3 separate regions of the Mus musculus genome follow, and regions 2 and 3 are each linked to region 1. Evidence: chromatin contacts called from public Hi-C and promoter capture Hi-C data. All regions are on one chromosome and are shown on one strand. Each heading gives the region's core, a stretch centred on a gene start, on an enhancer-like site or on the middle of the called end of the contact. The rest is flanking DNA. Distances are from core to core; before and after follow the strand shown.

Evidence for each region. Promoter capture Hi-C pulls out the DNA fragments that hold promoters and counts their contacts. A called contact is a pair of places that touch in the nucleus more often than the background predicts.
Region 2: a contact with region 1 is called in a promoter capture Hi-C map of pre-B cells, with 2.1 times the contacts expected there. The contact joins the promoter of Gins4 here to the promoter of Eif4ebp1 in region 1.
Region 3: a Hi-C map of B cells shows a contact between it and region 1, with 7 read pairs. The contact joins the promoter of Rnf122 here to the promoter of Eif4ebp1 in region 1. A contact is called at or near these places in 3 of 39 promoter capture datasets (cranial neural crest, maxillary cranial neural crest and pre-B cells) and 3 of 484 Hi-C or Micro-C datasets (B cells, LSK cells and cardiomyocytes).

What each region holds. Positions count from the first base shown.
Region 1 is chr8:27,258,589-27,262,347 of GRCm38.p6, forward strand. Eif4ebp1 (eukaryotic translation initiation factor 4E binding protein 1) reads left to right here and starts at 1,739. Exons shown (of 3, transcript NM_007918.3): 1 at 1,739-1,962. The coding sequence starts at 1,821.
Region 2 is chr8:23,236,027-23,239,785 of GRCm38.p6, forward strand. It overlaps Gins4 (GINS complex subunit 4 (Sld5 homolog)), which reads right to left and starts at 1,642. Exons shown (of 8, transcript NM_024240.6): 1 at 1,444-1,642; 2 at 954-1,073. The coding sequence starts at 1,049. Gm39141 (a long non-coding RNA gene) reads left to right here and starts at 1,754. Exons shown (of 3, transcript XR_870246.2): 1 at 1,754-1,842.
Region 3 is chr8:31,109,829-31,113,587 of GRCm38.p6, forward strand. Rnf122 (ring finger protein 122) reads left to right here and starts at 1,999. Exons shown (of 6, transcript NM_001368375.1): 1 at 1,999-2,344. The coding sequence starts at 2,320.

The sequences.
Region 1 (3,759 bases), core at 489-2,988:
TAATAGAACACTGTCTTAGTCAGTGTTCTATTGCTGTGACGAGATACCATGACCACTGCAACTCTTATAAAAGAGCACATTCAATTGAGGTTTCTTGCTGTTTCAGAGGTTTAGTCCATTGTCATCATGGCAGGGAGCATGGTGGCACACAGGCAGACATGGTGCTGGAGATGTAGATGAGAGTTTCTTATTTGGGTCTGTAGGCAGCTGTAAGAGAGAGCCACTGGGCTTGGCTTGGCCAATTTTTTTTTGTTTTTTTTTTGTTTTTGTTTTTGTTTTTTTGTTTTTGTTTTTTTGAGACAGGGTTTCTCTGTGTAGCTCTGGCAGTCCTGGAACTCACTTTGTAGACCAGGCTGGCCTCGAACTCAGAAATCTGCCTGCCTCTGCCTCCCGAGTGCTGATCCCCCAACCTTCCCTTCCCGAGTTCTAGGATTATAAGCTTACAAAGTGCCACCACGTTCAGTTTTTATGTTGATGCTTCGGATTTAACCGTGGACTTAGTGTATACGTGGTAAACTGTCTACCAAGTGAGCTGTGTTCCAAGCTTCCCCTTCCCCGTGTTTTTTTTTCTCTCTCTCTTTCACGGTTTAAGACAGCGTCTTAACATGTCTGGCCCAGGCTGTGCATCAAACTCGCCACAACCATGTCTGCCCTCAGCTTTTCTGTAATGCTCCTGTCTCAGTTTCTCTGAGCTAGCATGCCCAGCTTAAGTCTCTCTCTCTTCTTTCTGTGTCTGAGACAGGGTTTTGCTGGGTAGCACAGGCTAGAATCCTCCTGCTTCAGTCTCCTCATTGCTGGGACAAGTGTGGACCACTTGAATGCTGAACTTGGATGTTGGACTTTATAAACAGGCCCTTCCCTGAAATCGTAGTTCCAGGAAATCTGGGGCCTCTAGAACAACCAAACAAGGCAAAAAGCAAAACCCCTTTCAACATGCTTCTCCCAAAGGGAGGAAGGTGGCCCAGTGTGTTCTCTCAGGCCAGCCCGGACAACAGTGAGAACAGGGTTCTGGCCCTCCCTCGGCTGTCAACTTGGGATCCTCCTAGGGCTTCAGCCTCCTCACGGTCGGGATTATAGGCATTTCCTACCATATGGAGATTGATTGACACAGACACTGTAACCGATTGGACATGCATTTTCCCTTCCCTCCCTAGTGACTACCAGACAAAGTGCTGGAGTGGAACCCAGTCCAAGTACTATGCGGATCTTTGACCGGTTAACTCTAATCCTCCCAGCCCACAGTACGCAGAGCTTCGATCCTGCCCATTCCTCATCAGATTTATATTCGGTTCCTAGCTGGCTGGCTAGGTCCCTCTTACTCTTCCACTACTCCTTCCAAGTCCAGGAATGTGCGCTGTGCAGCCGCTGCTCTGACTCCTAAAAACTGTAAAACTGTAAAAGCTGTAGAAACGTTAAGAATGGCGAAGGATCAGCCCACCCTTTCTTCTCTGAGGATCGGCCTGGGATCGAGAGGTCACATCCTAATATAGAAAGCAGGCGGTCTGGTGCGCTGAGACGCTGCCACCAAATCGGAGAGTTCTGCCACCGTCATCCCTACCTAGATCTTCCCAGAGTCTCGGGGAGGAACCAGGGAACCCAAGGGGCCCACACTGGGGTTCCTGCACTGGAGAGGACAGAAGCTGCCTAGGTCAGCAGCTGGGGAACCACTTGCAGGCAGCGGGCTGGGGCTGGGTGGGGCCGGGCGGACCGCAAGTCTCAGGGGGCGTGGAGCCCAGGCGGAAGGGGCGGGCCGGGCACGAGAAGGGCTGGGCCGAGGTGCCGCGGGGTTGCTGGAGGGTCGTGGGCGGCGTGCAGGAGACATGTCGGCGGGCAGCAGCTGCAGCCAGACTCCCAGCCGGGCCATCCCCACTCGCCGCGTAGCCCTCGGCGATGGCGTGCAGCTCCCGCCCGGGGACTACAGCACCACTCCGGGCGGCACGCTCTTCAGCACCACCCCGGGAGGTAGGCGCTGGCCGGGGTCACGGGCGACCTCGGGGGGCTGGAGGATACGTCGGGATCCGGAGTCTCACGTGCGACGGGGAGGGCGGCATTCGAGGGGTTCGGTAGCTGGCCAGAACGGACGAGGGGCGTCGGGAAAGCAGAAGGGTCACCGTCTCGGTTGCTCGCCTTCTGGGTGTGGTGGAGCGTGGTCTGGAACCCGGCTGCAAACTGCCTGCATTATTAGCCTTTTCCTGGGAGATACGGCAGAGTGCCCTGAGCATACAGATAGGCACTCTGCCAGGACCACCATGTGCTTAAGGGCGACCTCTGTGGGTGTCAGGGCAGTTTGGGGTGGGACAAGATCAGGGAAAGAGGCTGGCCTGGAGATTAAGTTTAGTTGATCTCCCTTGGAATAAGTGACGCCTGCACACTTTTTTTTTTTTTAACCTTTCCGGAGGCAGCCCTCTTTGCTTTGGACACTCGCTCATTAATGGAGGCTGGACGCTGAGGGTGCTTCTCTGCCACCTGTGGCTTGTGTTAAGAGAGAGATTCCTGCAGGGGCGGCGTCTGGTGTAGTGCAGAACAACACGTTCCTCGGGCCTGGGGGGCAGGGCACAGCGTTGAACTGGCCCAAGTGGCGGAGGATGAGGAAGAGGAAGCTGAGTTGGCGCGGGTGGGGGCCGGCCTCCGGGAACCAGGCATTCCCAGCTTGCCCTGGAGCCCCAGTATAGACGCTGATGAAACCTACCCGCCTGTTTGCATGATGAAATCCTCGTGGCTCACTACTTCCCTCCCAATCCTCGCGCCGCTCCCACCCACTTTTGCGCTTCTCCCCTCCCCGGTCTCCTCCCCCAACTACTCCTCTTACAACTCAAAAACAAGAGGAATCCTGGCGCGGTGATGAACCTTGGGCTACTGCTGGCGCAGCCGGGCCACATGCCTATTTTCTCGGGCAGCTGTCCCTGCACCAGGGAGCACAGCCAGATCCCAGAACCAAGGCACCGATGAAGGGATCTTGGAGCTCAGTCAGTGTCCACTGGGTTCTGTGATCTTCAGGACACAGCACCAAGGCCTCGCTGCTTGAGCACGTGTCTGTTGTGCATCGTCATGCTGAGTTCCTACACTCAGCAAGAAGTAGCAAGCAGGGCAGGGGGAGAAAGCCGGCTCCCTCTTATTAGAAACGGCCCAAAGGAAAAGTTTTCTGCAGGCTTCTGGCCTCCCGTTACTGGAGTTCTTCAACCCCGCTGGCCACTTTTTAGTTCACGCTGTTGCCCCTTTGTCTTTTCGCAGAACTTTGTGTTGAGCACAAAGTTTCACAGAGAGTTGAGTCCTTTTAGGCGAGGTGTGAATCAGGGTGTATTTTTTATTTTTATTTTTTATAGGCACCGATACAGACCTAAAGGCTCTGGGAAACGTTTATTTTCTCTCTTGCCCGTCCCTTTCTGGATGAACAGGTTAGCTGGGTAGCAATAGCCAGTACTGTTTGTAATGCACTCTGATCCACTTCTCACTGTGGTCTGCGAAGTGTCCGTTGGCAGACCAGGTAGTTCCCGTTGTCTTTGAAGAGGAAGGGGTTTCCTTAGAGTGTAGCATTTGCTTCTTAACTGAAAGAAAGCAGTGTCAGGTCCCCAAAGCCAGCTGGCCCTTGTCAGATTTTTGTTGCTGTTGTTGTTGTTTGTGTGTCACACAGTCCATAGCTCGAGGAAAGACTTGCTTGTTTCTGCCAAAGCCAGTTAATTTAAGGAGTGGGATCTTTTCCCAAAGGCCATTCATTCCAGGTCGCCTCTGCTAAAGGGCAGAAGCTTGACCCATTTGCTC
Region 2 (3,759 bases), core at 392-2,891, 4.0 Mb before region 1:
ATAGAGAGGATAACCCTGCAGCAGATGTCCTGGTCCTCTGTCTCTTCCTGCTCTCTCTTCTTTGGCGTTCCCTGAGCCTTGGTTGTAGGGGCTATGTTGTAGAGGTATCCACTGGAGGTGGGTACCCATGGTCAACTGTCCTCTAAAGAACACTCAATAGTATACGCCATGAATGTCCCAGAACTTATAGGGCAACACAGTGCATGCTTTTACTGCCAGCACACAGAGGGCAGAGGCAGGTGAACTCTGAGAGTTCAAGACCGGCCAGTGATGCATAGTGAGGCCCTATCTCAAAAACAAACTTAAAACAAACAAACAAAAAGCAAAAACAAAACCTAAAAAACCCCAAGCATGTTCAGAATTCCTAAACTACCCGAGGTTCATGAGAAGATATTATTGAAGGAGGAGGAGGAGGAGGAGGAGGAGGAAAAGAAGGAGGAGGGGAAGAAGAAGAAGAAGAAGAAGAAGAAGGAGAAGGAGAAGGAGAAGGAGAAAGAAGGAGAAGGAGAAGAAGAAGAAGAAGACGACGACGACAACAACAACTATGCAAGAAATAATCACTGCTATTATGACCAAAAGGGATGGCAATTTCTTGTTAGAGCAGATATCTTCCAATGGGGGAGGAAACAGAGGAAGAGACTACTATAGAGAAATGGCATGCTTCTCTACAGATCACACACATCTTTACGTCCTCAAAATAGCACAGCAGAGCATTGCTTTGTGAAACATTCTACTACATGTGTCCAAAGCCTACTTTTACTAGCCATCCTTGAAGACTGACAAGATGAGACTCCTAAAGAAGGCCCTGCTTTCTGGCTTCCTATTTTTATGCAGATGTTACAAACACTGCTCTTTGGAAACAAATCTTCTGTTTCCTTATTTTCTGAGCCGTGGTACTGCACACCTGGAGTAAGTTAAGAGCTAAGAACACGGGACATATTTGGGGTGCTTACCTGCTCCAGCTTTTCAATGAGCTCTGCAGGAGTTAGGACCATCTCCTCACTACCCCCATCAGAGTCCTGTCCGTGGAGATCCAGAACCTCCGTCATCGTTTCTCAACCGGGAACCTACACCTGAAAAATAAACCAACACCCTGAAAAGCTTCTCCCACTTACTTGCAAGAAAAGGCATTTAGGGACAAGTTTATTGGGGCTGAAGGGGGTGCACTGGCCAGGGATGGCGAAATCAGAGACTGATTTTTCAGTGTTGGGTTTAGTCCCTTGGTCGGTTTCTCTCCTAATCTTTCCCGCTGCATGGGCCTGGACCTGGGCAGATACCACACTAAACCGCAATGCTCCTTGTCGTCGCCAGGAGCAGCGTTTTGCCTCAGTGGCCCAGGAGCCCATTCGGTTCAAATGAGAAAAGTGCATCGTGTCAAGTGCTCGGCACATCGCGTCCTCAGCTGCAACTGACCCGGGGTCGCTTGGACACTCCAGCGCTCACCTCGCAGTTGGCACTCAAAGCGGCTACACGGCTCAGGGATCCCTCTTCCCTTCTCTCCTAGCCGGCACGCTCGGGGGACACCACGGACTGAGGCTCCCCGAGCGGTGGGCGCCGGAGATCGCGCGGAAAGCCCGCGGCCCACAGACCCGACCAGCAGCGGTACAGCTCCCGCGCTCCTTTCCCCAAACACAGCGTCGACAGGAAAACGTCTCCGCGCTGCGGGAGCACTAACCAATCAGGCCCAGGGGAAAGCGGACACACGCCCCTTGGCCCCGCCTACCCCGGGGCGGGCTCTTGCCGAGCTATAGAACATACTTCCGGAAGGCGGGGAAGGAGGCCGGGAGTGAAGTGCCGGGTGGCACCGTCTCGGGACGGCCACGTGGGGGCGTTCGGCTCACAGTAAGGAAACCAGGCAGCGCCGTCTTGTGGCGAATCGGTACAGGGCCCAGTTCCTTCCTTCCTTTAACATTTACTGTGTGTGGGTTGGTTCCATTGCCAAACCTGTTCACAGATTCATATATGTGTGTTGAAACTACATTTAAGAGACTCACTCCATTGTCCTTCCTTTACATTTTTTTTTTGCGCAGAGTTGTTCTCTAATGTTATTTGAGTTGTTCTTTTTGGTGATGAAAGAATGCCTACTGACTTTCTAGGATTCTACCTTTTTAGTGAGTGTGAATGCAATATACGCATGTGGTACATGCTCAGGTCACGATCGCATAGCAAGTGCTGTTACCCACTGAGCCCCCTTAAGATTATTTTTATAGATATATTTCCTTATTTTCATGTATGTTAGTATGTGTGCTTGCACATGAGTGTGGTGCCAGCTGAGGACAGAAGAATGCACTGGATCCTGATGGAGCTCATAACATGTGGTTATGAGCTGTTCCACATGGGTACCGACAACCAAACTCCAGTCCTCTGGTTTAGAGCAAGTGCTCTAAACCAATGAGCTATCTATCTCTCCAGCCCCTAGCCCCTTATATTTTTTAAGTGCCAAACTTCCTAATTAGCTTCAGAGATGGAATCAGATTGCAAATTTTTATAGTTTTATATACCTATAAATTATGCATCCTGACATATTACTACTTGAAAGAGTAAGAAATAACAGAGGATTGAGCCGGGTGTGGTGGCACAGGCCTCTAAGCCCAGCACTTGGGAGGCAGAGGCAGGTGGATTTCTGAGTTTGAGGCCAGCCTGGTCTACAGAGTGAGTTCCAGGACAGCCAAGGCTACACAGAGAAACCCTATCTCGAAAAACAAAAACAAAACCACAACAACAACAAAAAGAAATAACAGGACTAATAGAAAGTTATGGAAATTTGAATTTGTGGTAGCCTAAAGATTCTTGGTATTATACCTATTTTTTAAATTAAAATGATTTGTATAGATGGGAGCGGGGGAATGTGGTGCAGTGGTACAGTACAATCTTAGCATTTAACCTGGGTCCAGTCCCCAGCAACTAAGTAAAACAAAATCTCTTTCTACAGTTTATCACTGACGTACAAAAAATTTTCATTATTTATTTTTATTTGATACAGGGCCTCATCATGTAACTCTGACGAACCTGGAACTTGTTATGTAGAGCAGATTAGCCTCAAACTCATAAAGATCCACCCACCTCTGCCTCCTGGTGGCGTAAACATTTTAATATTCATCTGCTAACAGGATGCTTATATTTTGTTCCACATATCATTAGATTGATATTTTATTATCAAATAAGCATGGAACAGATAAAATAAATTACATCTGTAGAGTAGCCCAGAGTGATAAGAAATTAGCTTAGTGAGGTTGGTTATGAAGTTGTATTTTCTGAGACAAGAACCAGAAACCAGAAGCCTTGGCTGTTTGGTGTATTACAGCAGATTCTGTAGGCAGCTGTCATTCTAGAAACTGCTCCATCACAAGCTTCCGGCGTGACCTACAGAGAGTCCTGTGACTGCTTGAACTCACCCTGGGTGTTTGTCTATGAGAGGGGCTTGTCTTTGACTTTTACAGAAAGCGAGTAATACAGCTTTACCCTCAACACTGGGCCCTTCTTTACTTTCACTCACTTGTAAGTCAGGAAAGTTACTTTCCACACCTCTCCTTTCCTTTCTTTCCCTCTCCTTCTTTGTCTTTAACATTTCTAGGGGCGACAATCACTGCGGACAAGGCAATTTACAGACACATGCAAGGTGGTTTGCTCTACAGCCTGCCTCCACAACCCCTGCTAATCTAACTATGTTGTCCTGGATGGCCTTGAACTCACAGAGATCCGCTGCTTCTACTGGAATTAGCCACCATACCCAACATACAAGTTGTTTCGTGGGAGCAT
Region 3 (3,759 bases), core at 749-3,248, 3.9 Mb after region 1:
CCACAGCTGCAGGGTTGGTACAGGGAACAAGGCACATCAGAAGTAGGTGGATCTCTGTGAGTTCAAGGCCAGCCTAGTGTTCTGGAGCACTTTTTCGCCCCCAAGACAGGGTTTCTTTGTGCAGTCCTAGCTGTCCTGGAACTCACTCTGTAGACCTGGCCTCTGGAGCACTTTGGTGGAGCACGCCTTTAATCCCAGCACTTGGGAGGCAGGCGGATTTCTGAGTTTGAGGCCAGCCTGATCTACAGAGTGAGTTCGAGGCCAGCCAGGACTGCACAGAGAAAACCTGTCTCAAAAACTCAAAACCATCCAAACAAACAAACAAACAAAACAATATCTGGGCTTAAGCTCCAGAGTTAGTAAATGTCACATTTCTCCCTGGGGCTCTAAAGTGGAGGGGGTGGGGTTTAGGGGAGGATCCGAGAGGCCTTTAGAAACCCTTTGCAGTGATCCCACTAAGACAGCCAGGCGGTGGTGCCACATACACAACTCTCAAGAGACAGAGGTAGTCAAACCTCTATGTTTGGGGTTAGCCTGGCTACATAGTTAATAACCCCTGTTTCATAACAATAACAACAACACCTAGAAATTTGATCTGTACACGACACTGCCCCCACTAAATTGATGAACTACAGTGAGCCTTCCATATTGTTAAGTTACACAAATATTGGGGGGTGGGGGGTATGCAACTTGATGTTAAGGGAAGTACGGTGTATATGCAAACACCACAATCACCGTCCACAAAGGCCTTCTGGATTTGGAGACTATCCGACCATCCCCAGAGATAAGAAGATTGCATTTGTTCCAGCAGCCCTGAGATGCAGGTCAGGATATTTGATACTTTAACGACTGTGCTTGGAAATGGCAAAACATTCATTCGCATGCATTAGCTCGCTCAGGGGCCAGAGACTCAGTTCCAACAAATCAATAGTGGGATGATAAGTCCTGACAAAGGAAGAGCAGGCCGTTTTGCTTGCTTATTTGTGGGTCTACTCAACACACTGCTTCTGAACGTGGCTGTGGCGCCTTGCACCGGGGTACTTTCAATGATACTCTATGCACTGATGGTAATACTTTCTTTTAAGTGGAAAGATAAACAAAAGCATACATAAACAAGCCTGAGTATGGTGGCACAGGCCTTTCATCCTAGCACCCTGGAGACAGAGGAGGGCAGATCTCTGGAGTTGGAGGTCAGTTAGGACCAAATAGCTTTCCATTAGCAAAATAATAAACATATAAAATAAACTATGCAATGTCATCCAAAATAAATAATACTACATGGAGATTTGAGATCCCCCCCCCCCTTCATCCCCTGTCCATTCAACACCGAAGCAAGACCCCTGTCCCGGCCATTGACAAAGCCAGTTTCCGGGTTTTCGCCACAGTCTAGGAGATTGGAATCCTGGCACGGTATGGCCTTCAGCTTTAGGCCTTATTCTTGTTTGTAAAAGAAGGCTCTGTCCTGAAGTGATGTGAGAACAATAGCCCTTTGAAGATGGAGTTTTGAGTTTCATCTGCTTTGCCCTCTTTGCCTCAGTTCTCTCCTTTCGCGGTGGGTCTGGGAATGCGCTAGCTGCCACGCATAACCAGGTCTAAAGGCGAAGGACAAGTGGAACCAACTCCCAGGACTGCCTTCTACAGAGCTATAGAAATTCGAGACAGACACGGATCTGTAGGCGGAAAACAAAAGTGGCACTAATCCTCGTGTCATTCCACCACCATAGCCCTCCCCGCCCGGGTCCTAGGAGGCGGCGATCTTCGCCCCCTGCAGGCGTCGCCTCTCACGCCGTTCTGCAGGCTAGGGACTCCCCAGGTCTGGCTAGGAGGCGGGGTAGGAATCTACCCAGAAAAAAGCTCCCCTGTCCAGAGGGTAAACTGGCTTGTAAATAATACCCCAGGGCAGGAGAAAGGCTCCCATTGGCCGGAGGGCAGGTGACGAAAAGGGGGCGGGCTCCCGGGAGGGAGCAGTCCTAGGGAGGGGGGTGTGAGCCGTGCGGTGTCAGTTTTCGGAATCCCAGCGCGCACTGCTCAGCGCAGTGGGACCCAAGCCCGGCTTCGTGTCCTGGCTACTGCCTTCTCGGCCGGGCATCCCGGCTCTCTCGGCTGCCCTCCCGGCCCGGGCCCTCGGTAGGGCTTCGCTCCGAAAAGACTTTGCTTCCTCCTCTGCCCTCTTTGTTGCTCTGCAAACCGGCCTCTCTGTAACCCTTGACTCCACTCCTCCGGGAGTTGCATCTCCATCCCGGCGGTCTCAGTGCACAGCCCCTCCAGCTCCAACACCTTGCCTCGGTTTGCTCCCGGAAGCCGACCTTGACTTCATTGATGCACCCATTCCAGTGGTGTAACGGTGAGTCCCTGGACCGGTGGGAGAACAGGGACCGCGCAGGTTCAGGTCCTGAGCCGAGTTTCCCGGTGTCTGGGACGGCCCAGAAGGCGTCCTGGCGCCCTGCTGGGCTCTGCACAGCGCGCAGTTAGAAAGATCCCATTCACTTTGTTGGGAATAAAGGGGGTCTGGAAGCGAGTGGAGGGCCAGGGGCGTGTGAGCCGAGTCTTCCCGGCCTTTGTATGGCGGTCCATCTCTTCTACCCCTTCGCCTGCCTTTGTGCGCTCTCAAACTCTGTTCTTTGTTGTGGTGGTTGGAGAATTAAATCCGCGCTCGGGCTAGGATCTCCTAGAGGGAGCTCAAGTTCCGGTTCTGAAACTTTGCAGGCTATTTTAAATATGTATACAGTGCAGCGTGCGGGACAAGGCGCGGGGTGACTTTCTTTTTCTTTGTTGGTTTTCACTGGCTCCTAGGGGCCAGACGCTGGATTAAAAGAGCGTCGCTTTACTGAATAGATAAAGCCTTGCAGAAAGAAAGCTGGGCCCCCAGCTCAGGGCTGGCCTGGCAAAAGCTTTGCTTTCTGGCAATAAGGCCAGACCCTGGGGTCTGCTTTCAGCCTAGGTGGTGACGGTACCTTCCAGCACAGCCAGCCACCCACCACCAACCGCTTCCCACACCCCACCGCGTGATGATGCTAAATTAGTTCATCTGAGGCTTTGGGGCAGCTCAGGTGTTACAGGTTAGAAAGCGGGTCTGGATTTCCTGTCTAGGCTACCTGTTGGATCTTTCTGAGCCAAGTCTTCGATGTTAATACCACCCACCCTTCCCCCAGAAGTACCCAAAATCTTGATCACTTTTTCTAGGCAAGTTGGCGAGGTGGAAAGAAGCTAACTTTTTTTTTTTTAAGTTTTTTGGTATGGCAGTCTGGTTGCTTGTGAAAAATCCATTCTTAAGTAGACTTCTGCATGATCTTGGACTAATTATTTCAAGAGTCTTTTGTTTTAAAGCAGGGTTTGGGCCGCATGTGTATGAGTAGCCCCCATCCCCCCTCCTTCCTCCTTTTGCTGGTCGGATCTAATTTCCTGAAAATGAACCAAGCTGTGTGTGATAGGCTGGTAATGGAGAGGAGGGGCGGGAATGGGGGGTTGAGGCCTGACGGTGTATCCCAGCATCTGGGAAAGATTCCCTTTGGCTGGAAAGAAGCAGTTCCCAGATCCGCTGGTCTTGGCCAGCCCCGCTCTGACGTCATTCCAGCTTGCAGACTGCCAGCTGAGATGAGACATTCTGGTGTCAGGTCGGAAGACAATGGACCTGGGATTTAGCTAGAGCTAAGCTGTCAGTAACCCGGACCTTTCTGGGCAGCATCCTTTGAAAGAGTTTTATTTTGCCCCACCCCCGCGGTGTTGGAACGCAGAGCTTGCTCCTATTAAACATATTCG